Linked DNA regions of Mus musculus: region 1 is linked to region 2. The links are chromatin contacts, called in public capture Hi-C maps. All regions are on one chromosome and are shown on one strand. The core of a region is the stretch at or near the end of the contact, and the rest is flanking DNA. Distances in the headings are between cores, read along the strand shown. Region 1 has its middle 42 kb from the start of Tafa4. Region 2 has its middle 51 kb from the start of Lrig1.

Region 1 (2,700 bases), core at 109-2,608, 2.4 Mb after region 2:
CTGACATGTGACTCTGGTGAAGCTGTGGATAAAATTATAATACAATAAAGTAAAACCAGGAGCCACTGAGGTTATGATGAAGACATGATAGACATTGGGTGTAGTGACTCTGGCCATAATTGTGAAACGTCCTGGTTCTGTCCTGGCTAGTGGCCATGAATCCCAGCCTGGAGCTCTGAGCTCCTATATCTCCTCTCTTAAATGAGCACAGCTGCCCGGACTCTGTATTTAAGGCTGTCCCTGTAACTCCAGTCCAGACATTAATCCCTTCTGGTGAGCAGCTTTGGAATTTGATCTCTGGATTTTTGTGGTGGAAATGTTTCTAATCCCAACAGCACATCTCCTAAATTACTTTGGGGGAATCTCTTGAATGGGACATTATACAGTAGTTTTGGGGCCCACTGAGGATGGATATCGCGGGTCTCTTGAGGTCCATTAAGGGAAATCGATTTCTTCCTGCTCAAAAGAATGGAATCTACCTCTGACACTGGGCAGAGACATAAAAGCCTTAAGAGCCGATGCTTATGGAGTCTACCTCGGACCATGCTCAAAAGGCAGCTAGCTGTTTTGCTCCCGTTTCCTGTCTCCCGGCCACTTTCCACCGTCAGTACCCTTTTGCAGGATCCCCTGGTGAGAGGGTTTGTTTAGTTCCGGTTGCACCAACGTGGGTAGCAGCAGGAGGAGAGAGGGGCAGATACTGTCTCTTTCACAGCTGTGGAGGGTGGGAACCTCTTCCTAGGTGTTATCTTATTCCTTTGCTCTCTGGATTTATTATTTGCACCAAAAAGCATCCACTATAAAACTTTTCTTTCCCATACTCTGTTATTTGAATTGCAAAAACAAGGCAATCCTGGACCAGAGTATCAAGTAAACGGTAAATATGATAGGGTTACAAAGTGACTCCTGCCCGGAATTGATTTGCATAGAGAAGCCCGACAGGACAGAGCAAAGATCAGAGGCGCTCCATCATCGAGTCTTCTAGTCTTACAGGAAAGCAGATGTCATGACATCCTCATAAACCGGAGGAGGACCCCCTCCACCCTGCCCCCAGGAGCCCATCCATAAACACCTCTCTCTTGAAGCGTCTTGAGTCAATTCCCTCCCTGAATGCTGTAGAATATTACCTGGAGTTTTGAAAAATGATACGTAGACGAAGATATTTTCCCAGGACATTTACATTTTTCTATCATTGTGGAAGTGCTCTAACTGTGAATTAGAACTGGCTTTCCGCTTTCAGTCACTTCCCACCTGCCTCACCAGTCTGCGGGTTTTCAGGGGTGGAGCTGGGACTTCTGTCTGGTCTTCCCTTTCCCTCCTCGGCTGCCTTTCAAATGCTAATGCTGGCCTTTGGCTGCCTTGCCTTGGGTCTGTTCAATGCAGCCCTTGTCCGCTCTCATTCTGGTCTGTCATCTGCCTTATTTACATGTCTATACCACTTTAACTTTGGGTTTGCTTCTGGGACTTGCAAGAGTCACCTTTAACTTCATCTCCTATGAGCCAATTGTCTTCCAGTGGACATTCATCAAACCGGCCTAATTTCTCTGGCTAACGCTGCACACAGCTTAGATCTCTGCCCAAAACTGTGCACGATTCAAATTCTTTTTAGCGCCCTAGCAATTTAGTTTGCAGATTTCTCAATATGCTACAATTTCCTTTTGCCCATACTGGTCCTGTGATAGAATCAGCTGATGTCACTGCGGCTATATCAATCAGGATGACACTAAAAGTGGAGGAGACAGCCCAGGTCCCGCACCCTTGGTTTCAGTGAGTGTGGTTTGGCAATAACACTCCAGGGCTGGTGATGCTGCTATCAGTGCTGTTAGTGGTGGTTGTTTGTTTGTTTATTTGGACTCCTCAGTTCATAACCTGAACATACAAATGGTCTAGAGGATACTTGACAAGTGGCTTATAATTGACCTCATACAAGAAGGGTGCATAGACTTCGCAGAAGGACTTTGGCAATCTCTTTGTCAAGTGAAAAACACACCCAGCAGAAGCCACACAGTACATCCTATAGTCTCCATATCAACCAGGTCTTGGCCCGTCTATTTATCCGCACTCATTAACAGGGACCAGCTAACACACCTGAGTTAGTTCAACCAGCAACATGCAGCAGAGGGCTGCGTGACCGCTCAGTCAGTAAAACATTTGCCTTGCAAGCATGAAGACCTGCATTTGATCCTAGGACTCCACAGAAAAACTGAACACACTTGGCCTTGCACTTGTAATCCCTGCACTGGAAAGATAGAAACAAGGAGATGCCCAGAGCTCACTGAGCACCCAGCCTCGCCTAACGGATGCACTCCAGGTTCAATGAGATACCTTGTCTCAAAGGGGGTGGGGAATAGCGGGGGAAGAACATCTGACGTGCTCTCTGGCTTCCACACACATGTGCACACCCCCCCACACACACATACACATACACACACATACACATACAAATATGTATATGCATATACTAAGGTACAACTGACTGGAGGAACTGCACACCAAAGACACTGCCTACTGTCCTCTTCCCCAGAAGGAGGTCGTGTCACTTGTCCAAGAGGATTCTCACCTCACCATATTCATGTACCTTAAAAAAACTGATCACTTGAAGTGCAGTGTATAGTACGTCTTCCCATTTACAATTCAGCATACGACTAGTACGTCACAGGTGCTGAGAAGCCCAACATGCCATCTATTTAACTTGACTTGGGG
Region 2 (2,700 bases), core at 151-2,650:
ACCTAAGAGGTCCAGAAGAAGGCATTGGGCCTCTGGAACTGGACTCACAGACCATTGTTACCTACCATATGGGTGCTGGGAACTGAACCTGGGTCCTATGGAAGAGCCATCAGTGCTCTTCACCACTGACCCACCTCTCCAGCCCAGTGTAGCTGAATCTTTCTGTATACTTTGATTTTTTAACTTTTCATGAAAATTAAAAGTCTTATTGGCTTTTATCATGTTGCTTATTCAATGTGCCCTGCTCTTCAGTGCTTTTCTGGATCAGCTGAGAGGTAATTAGGGAGGCTCAGGGCTGACCTCTTGGTAAGATCTCTTTCCAGCAGTTAGTTGGGATAGAGGAGATGCTAGCTTCACACCCAGACTTTCTCTGTGGATGGGGTGGAGCACCAGCTCTGTGGCTCAGTGCATTTCTTGAGGTCCCAGGTTTCCTGTTTCCAGTGCTGAAAGACAAACCAAGACACCAAAGAGGGATCAGAGGTGTTTTTTGCCTGCAGGGGGCTTAAGTTCTACTAGACAAAACAGAAGAACCGTCAAAGTCTACAAACAGGACCGAATGCAAAGCTGAAGAAAAGTTGATATCTATGCTGACAGGTGGCATCTGAAGGTGACAGGCAAGTACCCAAGGGCAGGGTGTGCATTCGATAAACATTGACAGTGTGCATTGCTATGTCCCCAGTGCTGCAGGTGCAGTGGAGGTTAGACAGTCTGCCTTGGGCAATCTCCACATCTAAAGAAGGTGGGCAATCTCATGGCAGCTCTGCCTATTCTAGACCATAGTTTACAATCAGTTTTGGGGTCCTGGGGATTAATCCCATAGTAGAATGCTTTCCTAATGCATGTGAAGTCAGTCCCTAGGATTGACCCCTGACACTGCAAATCTATTATTATTATTATTATTACTATTACTTGAGATGGGACCTCCTGTATTTTAGACTGGCCTTTAAAGCAGAGGAGGTTCTTGAATTTCTAATCCTCCTGCCTCCACCTTCCCAGTAGATTATGCAAGTCACAGAGCTCAAATCCACGGCCTCATGTATGGTTCACTAGCACTCCACCAATTGAATTATGTCTCTAAGCCATTGCATAAAATCAATTCTTTAATGTGTGCAAATTCTTGTTCTTCCTACTTTCTGCGCTTTTGGGATTCGAGCTGCTTGCAACCACTGTGCCACGCCTCCAGCCCCCCCCCCCCCCTTACTTAAAAAAGTATGGCTACAATTCATTGACTTACTTTTATGGCTGACTATTGGGTACTGAGGAGCCAACTGAACTTTCGAAGCTCTCGGGGTAGAATGGTTTAGAGTTGACAAAGCAAAAATTCAATTAGCCTAGAAAGGCTCTGTAGTGCTAGTCAGCAAAAGGTCCTGAAAAAGCCGGCTTTTCCATGCAAATGAAGGGGTAAATAGGCTCCATTGTGTTGGAAAAAAAGAGTAAAGGACATCTTTTTGTTCTTTTGAGGGGTGTACCAAGAGCTCCCTTGCCCTTTGTTATGTAGATCTGATCCCTGGGAAGAGGTGGTCCTCCAGCGAAAATTGTTTCTATCTGCCCCCCCCCCCCCCCCAGCTTCTGGGTTTTAGAAATTTGCATCTTCTCTCAGGGCTTCACTAAGAGCAAGGCAGCGCTCAAATAAATAAAACCACCTTAAGGATATCGGTTCTAACGATCCGATTTAATAAACACAGATGAGTTGGTTTAGGCTTACGGTGCAGCTATCTGAACTCCCCTGGATCCTTTGTGTTGCTGAAAATTGAAGTTTGAGTGTCGACGGGGGGGGGGGGGGCGGGGGGGGATAGTTGTGACAGCAAAGCTCGAGCAATACTCAATGAAATTCATGTGGAGTCTAGGCTGGTAAGGATAACCTAGGGGTCTATCCTCTACTGTTCTATCCGCAAGCTGTGGTGGGGGACTAGTCTTCAACAGCGCCCCTTGTGGTAGTGAAGAGCAGTGGCAGTAGTGACTTCGTGCGGTAATCATGGAAATGGAATGGACTCTTAAAAAGTTCTAAGTAAGACACCAGTTTTTGTCCAGTTGAGTATATGTGAAAAGGTCTCAAAAGAATAAATAGAACATCCCCCAAAAGAATTCTACATTAGCATTACAGTGTGAGCAGATATGAACTCCAAGCAGAGCAGGCACCATCTGGGCAGGTAGTACCACCGAGAATTTCCTAGAATTTAGTTTGGGTGCAATCCACTAAGCTGCAGTTCTTAAGCATCCCTCCAGGGTCTCCAGGGGAGGTCATCTGACCAGAAGGATGGACACCACCCAAGATCTTATAAAAAAAAAAAAAAAAAAAAAAAAAAAGGAGATTTCAGGGTCTGGAGAGATGGGTCAGTGGCCAAGACCACTTGAGTACAGGCCTGGCTTCAGATGCAGTGCCAGCTGCAGGACCCATGGCTTTAAGTCTAAGCTACTAGAAATATGAACTGCGTTATATACTATGATTTTTTAAAAAAAATATTCTCTATTCTTCCATGCTCTCCTATTTCCTTTAAAAATATTTTTAGGCAGGCAGATCAGGAATTCAAAGTCATCTTTGGCTACATTACAAGTTCAAAGACAGCTTGGGCCACATGAGACTGTGTCTTAAAAATATTTTTAGTTATGGCTCACCAAATAGGCTTCACATCTGTCTTAGTCAGGTTTCTATTCCTGCACAAACATCATGACCAAGAAGTAGTTGGGGAGTAAAGGGTT

The links. Capture Hi-C pulls out chosen DNA fragments and counts their contacts.
Region 1: a capture Hi-C map of embryonic stem cells shows a contact between it and region 2, with 9 times the contacts expected there. The contact joins two enhancer-like sites. A contact is called at or near these places in 1 of 115 datasets of contacts at active chromatin or transcription factors (embryonic stem cells) and 1 of 9 other capture datasets (embryonic stem cells).

Annotation. Positions count from the first base shown.
Region 1 is chr6:97,101,148-97,103,847 of GRCm38.p6, forward strand. No RefSeq gene overlaps it. Among named protein-coding and RNA genes, the nearest start is that of Tafa4, 42 kb to the left of the region's middle. Within about 2 kb of position 1,359, at least 27 of the 459 cell types and tissues checked have an H3K27ac peak or open chromatin away from gene starts, as enhancers often do. A contact at or near this core is called in embryonic stem cells, where this site is marked.
Region 2 is chr6:94,749,346-94,752,045 of GRCm38.p6, forward strand. No RefSeq gene overlaps it. Among named protein-coding and RNA genes, the nearest start is that of Lrig1, 51 kb to the left of the region's middle. Within about 2 kb of position 1,401, at least 24 of the 459 cell types and tissues checked have an H3K27ac peak or open chromatin away from gene starts, as enhancers often do. A contact at or near this core is called in embryonic stem cells, where this site is marked.